2 separate regions of the Dromaius novaehollandiae genome follow, and region 1 is linked to region 2. A link is a contact called in public Hi-C data. All regions are on one chromosome and are shown on one strand. Each heading gives the region's core, a stretch centred on a gene start, on an enhancer-like site or on the middle of the called end of the contact. The rest is flanking DNA. Distances are from core to core; before and after follow the strand shown. Region 1 has its middle 200 kb from the start of RAPGEF2. Region 2 overlaps RAPGEF2 (Rap guanine nucleotide exchange factor 2).

Region 1 (6,227 bases), core at 2,609-5,108, 140 kb after region 2:
TTTCCAGAATTTATTATTTCTTTGAGTGCAGTGAGTTCTTTCTGAGATAGGTGTTGCACACTCTGCAGCTTTTTAAATTCTTGCAGATTTATCACACCTGGAAGACATCTGGCTGGGATGTTGCAGTACATTGTTCTGAGTGGTGTGTTTTTGTGTTTTGTTTTTTGCTTGCCTAACTACTGTATGAGTCATTTGCATCAGGTTTAGCATCACTGAGGTTTCTGAATTCATGTGTTTTAACTGAAATCAGGAATATCTATGTGTGCGTGTCTGGTTTTTGTTGTTGTGAGGGGGTTTTTTTGTACCTGAAATGTCAGCCTTTATTCTCCTCTTAGGTGTAAACTAAGTTGTCCTAATGATTGTGTCCTTATGTAATTTTAATAGCTTTGGCTGAAATTTTGCTTTCTTCTCCTCATTCTGTCGAAGAAATTGTAGCTGAACACATTTGCTGTCTGCTGATGTGCTGATACTCTGTCTTTGCATCTGGTGCTAGTCCAAATGTTGCAAATGGTTTGTCTTTCTTGTTTTGAAGCATACTAATGCTATATGCACAAGATGGGCTTGACACTGAGATGGGCTTCTCTTGGGTGTAATTTCATTTGCAGTAGTTAGCAGTTGTTAGTCTTTGACCAACAAGCAGGGCATTTTCTCTGGAAGAGACATCTCAGCATGCAGGCAGATGGCTACGAAAGAAAATGCTGATTTTTCTGGAACAAGGCCTGGCTTGTTCAGTAATAATGATTAATTCTTCACACAATTCACAGGTGCCTGAAGAACTTGTGGTTTCCCATAGCAGCCTATTCTATAACGTCTTGTTTGCTAGTCATTGTCTTAAAACATTCTTCCTTACTGTGTAGTGATACTGGCTGTCCTGAAACGATGCTCCTAAAGGAATATTTTTGTGTGTTCGGGAAATTTAATACCTTTGGCTAGTGCAGATTGCCACTGTTTCTGCTGCAGATAGTTACTAGGATTTCTTTAGTCTTCATTTCCAGTCCTTGCCAAATGGAGACTTGCATAACTATCTAGATATGTATTTGGTACTCTCCAGATCTGATGTTGTAGAAAGGAGAAACATGCTCATTTCTGATCAGTGGGAAAACAATCAAGCTATGATTTTTTTTTTTAGAAAGGTTTCTATAAGTGTATTAGGCAAAGGTCACAGTCCTTTCAATTAGGTGGCCTACCTTTAATTCCCACCTCCCCCTTCCTGACCACTCCACCGGATATCATCCAGTGTTGCAGGTATAACAGTCTTTCAGTGTACATGTAGATGTGAGCTGCATTTTGTTCTAGTGAGTGATCCCAGTGACTGCACAATTTGCTCTTTACTTTCTACAGCAGAAAGGGCTCTAGTTTAGCCCAGTCTGTAGTGATCTCTGCGCTGTGTCCCTGAGAAGGTCCTGCCCTCGGCCCCCATGGAGGGGGTTGCCAAGGTTGCATGTTGGCACGGGTCACTACCAAACAGCATCGCGGGTGAAACGTGAGCTTTGGTACGTTTCTGATGCTCAGAAAAAGTGTGCATAAAAGGTAGAGGGGAAGCAGGCAAATTGCTGGCCTGCTGAAAGCGGTCATGTCCCCGCTTCGTGCCGAATGAACTGCTTGACAGTAGTTCAAGTTGCTGTGGCATGATGGGCTGCAGGCACTCTCGTGGGCTGTCCTATTTCCAGCACACTGTGAATCCTTGTCTGCTCTGTGTCCTTGTTGAAACAAGGACATAAAGCTGACTTAGCCTAGCGATCAGTGTTGTTTTTTGATTATTCAGCTAGGATCGTCAAATTGCTGTTGCTGATGCTCTGGAGTTTGGGTTTTGTTTCATGCTTTGTTTTACTGCTTTCCTTCTCGCTTCAGCTATATATGTCTGTATCTTTGCAAATTTAGCCTATACCAATATTTGTTTAATATATGAGCCCTCACTGTTCTGTGTCAGCACAGTCTGCCCTTCATTGCTGTCCCTCCTTGCTGTTTACTCTCACTTACTGCATCAAATATGGATGCTTAATTTAGATTGCAGGCTCCTTGAGAGAGGGAGTGTGTGTTTGTAAAAGAATATCAATGTATAACTCTTACTTCTCTAGTAAACAAAAGTCCTTTTTTCTTTCTGAAAGCACATTCATACATAGCCAAGGTTAAAAAAAAATGCCCATTCTCTGTAGATTTTTTTTTTTAATTATAGATGCACACTTAAGTAGTTTAAAAAACACTGTTTACCTAGTGAAGGTCACCTTGTTTCACCTGAGATATTAATAAATGAAATGTGCTGGGATTTTAGAAACAAGGAATTGGCCAGATGCACCCAATCAATACCTTTCACAAATCCGCTAAAAATATATACTTAATAGAATACTGTATGTTGATGATATAGCATGTATTCTTATTCCAATAACTAGTGGTTTTCATTGATGAGAATTCAGTTATTTATTGATAATATTCTCACCTCATCCATATTTAAAGAAAAAAGCTAGTGATGGAATGACTAAGGCTTCCATTGTTATAATGGGCTGGAGAAAGTGTACAGATATAACACTGATTTCAGTCTTCACCTTTTACCTCTTGCAAACAATGACTTTAGCTTCCACCTTTAATACAAAATATCATGTTTCATCTCAGGAGCAAGATGGGCGAGGAAGGTAATTAGTGCAAGCTGCACAGTGGGCATCGCACAGGTCCCGTGCGCTCTCAGTTTTTTAGGTATACTCATGTTCTGGCTGAACCACAACACACACTGTGTGGATGATGCACACAAAAAATGTAGTAATCTTGAATGTGCTTAGTCTTGTAAGAGAGAGTGGCAGCAATTCTTTCACCAGTCATCTGTGCTAGAAACAGCAATCAGGTGAGATTAGGTATCTTGAGTTTGCAGATACCATTTCTTGCTGTAAACGACTGATACAATGGTTTTAAAAAACAGTATTACTGAGAGAACAAAGTATACAACTAATATGAGAAACTTACCGCGTAAAGTATGCCATTGGAATTAATACCTGAAGGTAATAGTTTTAGCATTTTGTGCTTTCGAATTGAAATTGTATTCATAAGGATAAATTATGTTTATAAACTGATGGGCTGATTCTGCTTGCTGATCATTACTTTGATCTCGTCCTTTAAGGTCTCCCTTTCATCTACAAGGCAGTAGGTAACAAACCGTCTATACCTACAACGTATTTACAGATAAACAGAGTGCTGGGGCAAACAAGACTAAAGGCAAGCACAGTAATTTGGGGATATTTGTTGCCTTCTTTGATTGTATTCTATATGGAGACAGAAGATCAGATTCTTACCTGTGAATGGAATATGTGCTGCCTTTTTAACAGATGTTTAAAAAACAATTGTAGAATAACAATTCTGGACTGGATAACATCACACAGAGAAACTGATAGAGCAAGTCACAAAGAGGAGTGGGAATCAAGGTTGTTTTCCTAAAATTCCTGATACCAGTTTGTGCACAAGTAGTGCAATGTGCTGCAATAAAAGCATGTTAATCCATGTGCTATATAGGCTAAATAGGCAGTAAAGTCAGTACAAGTAGAGTAGAAATCAAATAAAGGAAAGGCACGATGAGAAGGGAGGCAGCTCAAGGGTTATGAGCAACGAGAGCGTGACTGCTCCGAGGATGTCCCTGTGTGCCCACAGCAGAAATGTAGCAATACTTTTCACATTTGTAAAAATAATATTTTGTCAGGTCTGCATTTCTTTCCTATGAAACTCACAGCTTGAGGGTTTGACATCTTGTTTATGTGCGTCTAGCTGTTTTGGTCTGAGAGATTTCAAAGCTAACCTGTGAAAGGCTAATTTTAGTAAAGTATAAGGGGAGGAATGAGTCACTGTGTCTATTAGAGACCTCATGTGCTGGCTCTGAGGTACTGCACTTGAGGGAAACCTGAAAAGCTTATTTTGTGATTTTTCAGTTTGCTTGCGAAGATGGAGCAGTGCATGTCTCTGATTATCTAAAAGGCTGTAGGAAGATTTTTATTTTTTCTAATGATGGTGCTGCAAAAGCCTTTGAGTTCTGAGCGATCGTTTCGTAACGGAAATTGGCTCTTCCTTCACTGGGGAAGCTGCCTTCGCTACGCAGCTAGTAGAGCAGACGGCATTTTAGGAGAGAGCTTACTCTCCGCACATGGCTCCCACCAGTGTATGAGAGGTGCCATTTGCTGTGTCGTGAGGTGTCAGAATTGCCATTTCTCTGCCACACGGTGATCGTGAGCGATCCCCGAGTTCTCAGCAGTGGTTAGCACGTCCACAGATACGGAGGCATTAAGAGTGTGGTGCTTTAAATTGTAATCCTACTTAAGCTGTTACAAGCAAAGGGTTTGCCTTCAACATACTTAATTTCTCATTTTGAGTAGTCAACCCTCAAGCTCACATGAGCTTCTAGCAGCCTGTATATCCTGTTTGCATTTGGCGATGGTTACAATGAAGATGAAGCCTGTGACCTGAGTGAAATTGCTAGGTTTTTGGGATCCATTCCTAACAGCATACTATTCACAATCATGTTGAATCAATATAGAAGATGCTTAATTATGTTTAAATGCAAAACTAAGTTCAGTTTTGCCCATTTTCCTTATCCCAGCAAAGTACGTTAATGAGCACTGGTAGGATTCAACCATTTAAAAAATGCCATAATCTCTAAGCGTGAATTTAGGAGTTTTGGCTTTAATAATCTGATTGTAAAATCTTGGGTTTGGTGATTGCAGAATTTGTATTTTACACAGCCTGGCAGCTGGTCTTCCGTTAAGCTGTGTTGCAGAAAGGAAAAAAGTGGAAGATGAGAGAAGAGCTAGTTCTGGATTTGCAATCTTTTTAAACTTGAACTCTTGATGAATTTCAGCCTTCAGATGGAGGCACATCCTTCTGAGGATACTTTCTTAAGAGTAAATCTACAAGATAATGAAGCAACATTTTGATTAACTTTTTTTTAATGCAGTGTCTTTTCTCAAATTCCTTTATCACAGAAGATAGCACATGTAAACAATTTTGAGCACTTAATATGACTTTACATCTCTCTGCTCATCTTTTCTGCTTACTATAACAAAAAAAAGTGATAAAGCCATCAAAAGGGGAAACCTAGAAGATGTCACCACTAGATTTCCTCAGATAGCAAGAGATTTAAACAAAATGTTAACTAAATTGGTATGTCTGCACTGTGCTGTGTTTCTTTTTTGGTTCTGTTTCTTTTCCGGAAGGAGGAAGCTCTTTTCTTGAGGATACTGGAGCCTTCCTAAAAGTATCTGTCCTCATCCTTAGATAGATCTGTCCCACAAAAATCACAGTTATTTGAGTCTGGAAGTATTAGGCTCATGGCAAGGAGAAATAACAAACTCCAAATCTCACTGCATCCAAAATGAACTCTAATCACAGTAAAACATCCCACTAGCTAATAAGTGATCTCTGGAACTCAGGTCTCTTCTGGAATGAAATATTGGTCTCTGCAAATTTATTTGCTGATTGGCACCAAATTTTTGCTATACATTCATTAATTGGGATGCAGGCCGTATGCAGTTTGAAATTTTTTCAGTGATGCTTAGTGTTCTCTGTAGAGTGCAGTTACTGCGCCAGTATCAAAAGATACAACCTAAAAATAGGATAGCAACTGAAAAGAAAAGGGGGATACAAAATATTTGAATTCTTACCCTTATTTCTCCATGGACTTGCTCAGATGGCCTATACTTTCCTTGAAGGCCAATGCTTTCCATCTACGGTTGTCTATGTGCTATAGGGAGACTAGTTATCCTAGGGATGTTGTCAGATTTCAGAGAGGTATGAGCAGTATGTGAATAGAGTACTGTGTAGCAAATTAAAGTTATTTACAAAGGAAGAGTAGTGTCATAAACACGTAACGAGGGTTATGAAAATTTACAGATTTCAGTAATAATGAAATGTTTTGGAGGGTTTTTTTGCCCTCTGTAGAATCTGCTATTGAGAAGCATGTTTCAAGCTGCTTTATTACAGTATCAGAACTAGAAAGCAAAAATCTGGGCACTGAGGCTATTTTGGAAAAAACGTACACCAAATGTGAGCCTTATATATATATATATATATATATGTATATATATATATATATAAAAGCAAGCTGACAGCAGGTGGCTGTTCTCAACTTGATCCCTCAGCAACAAGTGTGTCACTGCATCTTTCCTGGCTGTCAGCAGGCCCCCTTGGATGAGGGCTGCTATGCAGGCATTTGGCAAACAGACCCACGTTCCCACTAGCTTTGCTCCCGAGCTGGT
Region 2 (6,442 bases), core at 2,064-4,563:
ACATGAAATCCATGAGCCAAAGTTAAGTCATTATAACAGTTGTGGGCAGCATGGAAGTTTTCTTAAGTGTTCCAGTGGCTTAAGGACAACATTAGCAAAACCTCAGGGTTTCCATAGTTATATCTTGCTAAATTTTAGTCTTGGATGTTCTTTTTCTCTCTTCATCAGTGTTGTTTTGTGAGCTGAGTATCTGATGTCCACAACAATTGTTTTGGTTGAATTTGTCTTGACTTTTAAACTTTGCTGTGTAACTAGGATTGTATTCATTTTTTTAATCATCTTAGTAATTTTCTGTTCATGGTGAGCTTTTTTCTCGTTTAAATATATATTTTGTAATTTACCTTCCACTTGAAGAGGATATAATTTCAGATTTTTTTTTTACAGTGGGAATTTTATCAGATTTTTTTTCTTTTCCCCTGAACGTAAAAAGACTACTTCCCATGAACTTGCTTTGCAAAATAAATTAAGGTTTTAAGTATGTTGGCAGTGGGAAGGAGGGCAGTAGTAGTTGCAAAGTACTGGAATTCTGGACCCGACTCGTTTACTGAACGTGAGTAGTGACAGCCAAAATGTAAAGGTCTTCCTATTTATATTTTATGATGTGGACAGCATCGTTCTTCCCCTTGTAGATTTCCAAAATATAATCAAAGTTATTCATTTAACCTCTTGTAAATGTGCTATTTCAAATGCTCCTGTTGCCCATACTAGGAGAACTCCAGAAGCTTTACAAAAACAGTATTTTAATAATTTGTACCCATTTGAGAATTCTAATATGTGTTTCCCATATATTTTTAGGATTTGGAGATTGTGTATTCCTATTTACATGGAATGGAAGCCTTGTCTAATCTGAGAGAACATCAGCTAAGGTAGGATACTTTATCAAAATGCTACTGCTTGTGTGTGGAGAAAGGTGGTCAGAGTTGTGTAGAAACATGTATTTCTTATAGACATAACTGTAAAGATATGATTTATTTTCTTATAAAATTTGGAAATAGTATTTTAATCATCTGTTCATCACTTGCATGTTGACCCTTCCATCAGAAAGGCCAAGTTGGCTGCAGACATTTTTCATTACACTTGCATTTAATTAAACCAGAATTCCGTGGTTGGTATGAAATAATTCATCATTTTTATTACAGACTTACTTATTACAGCAAGTTTTCCCTTTTACGGGAGGAAGTGTCGTCAAGGTTGAATACAATGAAGAAATTTGTAACATTTCTATTTTTAAAATATTTTCAACTGCTTGTAGTTTTGTCTGCAGTTCAAACTCTTCGGTGTAAAACTTTTTCCATCCTAGATATGCATCCAAACCTGAATTTATTTAGAGAGGCCCAATGGAAATGATTTTTCATCTGCTTCTGAGAGGGGAAGATTAGAGCAAGATGTATCTGGCTGTCCCGTTCTCCCCTCTCCCATGGAAAAGGTCAATTGAAATCCCTTATGTACCTCAGTCTCCAAATTTTCTGTTCCTTGAGTATCTGGACAGCTAAGCAGTTTATACCAGAGGCATGCACTATATCTTAAGCTGTCTTTCGGCAGACCTTCTTTTATGGTTATTCCTCCCCTCTGTTTTCATACTGAGGAAGTTTCGAATAGAGAAGAGAGATTGGAAAAGAAAGATATGATAGTCTTGAGGATTTTGTGGGGAGCACTATGGAAAAGTAAAGGGGCCAGTTTTCTGCCTGAAATGGAGAGACTGGAGATGGGTAGAGGACAAGTGCAATTTGTTTAGAATCTCCCTCTGTTACTAAAATTCAGAGCTGAATTCTCCAGCTCCTATAGGAACACTTTTTACACATCTTTTCATCACTCCCACGTCCAGATGATTCATAATTCTTAGCATAATCTGTAGTTTTAGTTGATTAGAAAGTCATTTAACAGACTTTAAATTTAATCCTCCATGACAGCTGAAATTCTTCACAGTAAGGTGCTGTGTGAAGATGTGGTCATGACAGACAGACATATGGTGAAATTATTAGGAAACTAAAATTCAGTTAAAACAAATACAAAGATGTTGCTCTCTTTTTTTGGCTGTAAAATAAAATTTCTACTAGGAACAAACTTTCAGCTGTCAGAAAAATGTGGTGATTTGTAGTTGTATGTCATAACTGTACTAACTTAGCATTTATTGAAACATTATTGCTGGAATATTTAATGCATTAATATATACTGATGCACTAACAAAGCAAAGGAGCAGAGATCTTGGTAATGGTACACCACTTTTCTGTGCCATACCTCAAATCGAAAAGCTGGCCATTTTTTGTATGCTGTTCTTCTTTTCTATATTGGCCTTGTTATACCTACACTTTCATGTTATATGTGTGTATCCCTGCTTGCTGCTCTAATTTCACTTACGCATGCATTTTTTTCTTTTCAGACTTTCAGACTAGAAGTAAATGCTGTACATACAAAGTACAAGTTCCAGTCCTGAATGAAAGTCCATATATAGCCCTAATCGTTTATGTACTGTAATAACAGAATCTGTTGTTCAGGTTCTGTGTTAATTTGTGTTTGCTATTGTGCAGAAGTTTTAGACAAATTATGTACTACACATGCAAATGATACTTAGTCACAAAAACTACTAATAAATATAATTGAGATTTTTTTTATTAATTTAAGCCACAATGTTTTTGTGGCTTAAAATTCAAGGAAAGAAATACAAGTAAAAGCTTTTGAAATTTCTCTCTTTTAAAGATGTGCATGTGTTTGACTTTAAGGCATTGTTTCAGTTGCCCTCACATAAACACCTTACCTGCAGAAATCTCAGATGGTAGTATTTGGACATCGGTGTGGGGCTGGGGGATACAAAAGGAAGCTGGCACATCTCCTGTATGCTCTACAAGGAAATGGGGTAAATTACTAATATTTAACCTCCTGGGGCTTGCCAACATTTGCCACACCTGAAGATGCTGAAGCCATCTGCTGAAGAAGCTGACTTTGACTTGAATAACGCTTTTTTAGGTGCTAATTTTTGGCCTCTTGCTTTGTCATTGTAGCCACTGTTTTGCAATTTTGAGAAAATACAAGGCTTTTTTTTCCTTGAAGTGCTTGAGACACATTTTGCAATGTGACTGTTGACTTAAAAACTGTGTAATTACATCTGCTTTGGAAGGAAGACATGATTATACTCCGTTAGTGTTTTCTGTTACACTATCATATGCAGGACTTTTAATATATCCAGTTCCGCGTAGCTGGAATTGAACTGACTTTTAACTTGTTAACAAAGACCAAAGTATGCACATATGGTTGCACGATATGTTGATATGTGGTTTTTGGCTTCCTGTCCAGAATGAGATTCTTGCTGAGGAATGTGTGGAACTTGTGTAGCTCTCCCAGCACAGTGAATTCCTAGAAGAGAGCTTCTGTTTATAGTACCATACATGGGAAATGCTGGATTCCCCTGCAACTGTGGGAGAAAAAGTCCTTATAGTGTTGTTGAGGATACAGCATTTCTTGTGGCAGCGAGATGCCACAAATACCTCTGGGATGCATTAGAACTAGTGTATTAAATACAGCCCTTAGTAGTGAATAACTTACAGCCTGCTGATGTGATATAATCTTGACTTTATTACATTTGTTCAGGAGGTGGACAAAGATCATATTCTAGTGAAAATTGAACACTCGAATTGGCCAGAATTAATGCTATTTTCTAAATATTTGAAGAGGTAATATAGTTTCTACTGTTCAGTAACTGTAACTTCTGACTGTTTCAGTTTAATACCAGGATTGACACACTTGGCTCTCTCCTGTAAGAGAGGCTTTTCCAGCTATTTATTACTATCCAATCATATCAAAACACCATAAAACTCGCATGCAGTGCCAGTGTGGAGTGGTGAACTCGCTTGACTGAATGAAGAATGCATTCCCTTTGCTCCAAATTCACAGGGGAACAAAACTTGCTTGTTTAATAAAGTGATTCTGTTTCCTATAACTCCTACTCCTAGATGGCCTATTGCCCAGAATCTTTTTTGACCAACAGGGTATAGACTGTCTTGCATGTTCCTTGAACAGTATTTTCATTTTTAAAACTTGTTCCTAGCAAAGATTTCTTTCTTTTTTTTTTTTTCTGATGCCTTTAATGATCTTGTTACCAGTAACCTCATGCCCACCCTCAAATTCCCTCCCAAAACAGAGGATCAGAGCGAGTATGAAGACCTTAGGGTTTGAAGCAGACAGTAGCTTTTCTGGGTCTGTAACGAATTTTGGCAAGACTTAATCCTCTGCTGGTGGACACTGTCTCAAAAAGAGAAAGTCTGAGGTTCAAAATGCTGCTTGCTGTGCAAGGAAGCAAAAAGTGTTTTAGTTAGCAGAAATTTTATTTGGAAATTGCTTGTAAGAAAGGCTCTCAGAAATGGTTGACTCCATAGTGCATAGATCATTGAGTAAATACTGGAGAATAGGGGGAAGGCTGTGATAACAAAACTTGATTGTTGAGCAAACAGATGAACAACTCAAAATTTTTTATTAACAGATTATGAATTGTCAATAAACCACTATCACTGTGGACAGAAAAGTGTTATTTCTTAGTGGACTGAACCAATAAGTAAAATCTTGAAAGAAGGGAGTGCTAAGGTAATTCCTGCCACAGCACATTGGCTGCTGAAATCAGTGAACTCAGGAAATGCCATGGGAAATGGCAGTAAGAAGCCCTTTAAAGTTTACACGAAACTCAGACCTACTCCTTTGGGCCTCAAATCAACCTGTCTGCTCATTAGCACTTGAGAGGTTTTTTGTCTCATGATATCATTGGAGTCTGCTCCAGGTCATTGGTACATCGAGGTTCTGATGACTAATTCTGCAAGGAGCTAGGATTTCTTCTCCAAATTTAAATATAGTTCCTCACTTTAATGCCTGTGTGAGCCTCTTAAGCAAATCTCTGTATGCTTGTCTGTCAAATCGCCTTGGTGCTTGCAGTCTCCTTCAGTGCCAGTGTGGGTCCAAGGGAGGTGGTGGGTTTTGTTTCTTCCCCACCCCCCAAAAATTTACAGTGTGCATTTCTTTGAGACAGTAGAAAGAAATGTTGTGTTGATGTTAACACAAAATTAACTTTGCATTTCCTAATATGTGGTAAGCTCTTCTATAATTACTCTCTATTATGCCATGTTTGTCAGGCACATACTGAATGCAAAAATGTTTAATCCTCCCCTCTAGACGGAGAAGATTTTCCTGCAGGAAATTCTTTCTGCTTCTAACTCACTGGGAGCTCAGCATTAAAATCTCTTGGTAATTTTTAGGTTAAGTTTCTTAATTTTAGCAGGTTGAGAAGCATCAGATTACCACGTGACGTAATTTCTTGTCTTATCTATTGGGCTTGACTTGAAAAAGGAAGGATTGCTTATATCATGGTGTCTCTGATCAGTATTACATATTGTAAGTTTGTATCCATTTCTAAAATTGTGAATTGTTTCGTAATAAAGTAACATGTTTTTATCAGATCACTTTAAAAATGAGATCAATATCACTTTGCCCATTTTATAGATTTTTTTTTTAATGGAAGCAATTACATCCAAGATCCTAAATCAAATATGATAATGGATGAGCTAATAACTTTAATACTTGGACTTAACAGTTTATTTTTTTAAATTAAGAATCAGCTTAGCTTAAAATTGATCGTAGTTTCTGTAAGTGCTGGAGGCAAGTGTGGAAGTGCTGACTAACTTTGGAAAGTGAAGTCTTTTGTGACACCGATATGAATCATAATTAAAAAATGACTTCTTTCCTTCTCTTTCAGACTGATGTGCGAAACTGTTAGATATGAAAGGCATGAAGCAAATGAAGTTCTGTACTAGTAAGTGTTTCTCCTTCCTTTCACATAGTGTTCAAAGAATTAATTCATTCTGAAAAGTGTTAAAGACCGGGTTTAATGCCAACTCCCTCACTCAGTGCATAGTCTGTAAACACAAACGAGCTCCCTCATTTTCATAATTCAACAGTGGAAAAATTTGCTGGTGTCAACAAGAGAGCTAATAGTGACTCTTGCTTGGCGAAGTACATTGTATTAATTTTTGTAACCAGTGAGATTATGCAGGACTAGCGGATGTGGGATGTCTTCTCATTAGAGTAAGTTGTCATTTGGTCTTGCATCTATTTTGTCATAGTAGTAGTGACCAGCTTCTTGTGCCAAAGGTGACAAATCCACAAATCTAACATGGCTTATAATTAGCAGGGATGTGATCTAACGTCATTTCAGATTTACAATAGAAAACTGAAGACTGCAGTTTCTTTGTTTGTGCAAACAGCTTGTTGAAACAATACATTTATCATATTTTTCACTTACTGCAGCTAACCTATGCTCTAAATGCACTTTTTCTGGGTTGTTTGGTATCATCTCTATGTTTATATCCACCACATATACAAATAATGCATCTGTATGGCTTCTTTTATACATACGTATTTTTCCTGTACTGACTATCATGAGGAAGATGTGAACAAATTTTTA

Evidence for each region. Hi-C and Micro-C count contacts between places; a contact is called where the count stands out from the background.
Region 1: a contact with region 2 is called in a Hi-C map of liver, with 7 times the contacts expected there. The contact joins two enhancer-like sites. A contact is called at or near these places in 2 of 4 Hi-C or Micro-C datasets (brain and liver).

Annotation. Positions count from the first base shown.
Region 1 is chr4:42,936,098-42,942,324 of bDroNov1.hap1, forward strand. No RefSeq gene overlaps it. Among named protein-coding and RNA genes, the nearest start is that of RAPGEF2, 200 kb to the left of the region's middle. Within about 2 kb of position 3,859, at least 2 of the 2 cell types and tissues checked have open chromatin away from gene starts, as enhancers often do.
Region 2 is chr4:42,794,753-42,801,194 of bDroNov1.hap1, forward strand. It overlaps RAPGEF2 (Rap guanine nucleotide exchange factor 2), which reads left to right. Exons shown (of 29, transcript XM_064510913.1): 2 at 796-866; 3 at 5,735-5,791. Among named protein-coding and RNA genes, the nearest start is that of RAPGEF2, 59 kb to the left of the region's middle. Within about 2 kb of position 3,314, at least 2 of the 2 cell types and tissues checked have open chromatin away from gene starts, as enhancers often do.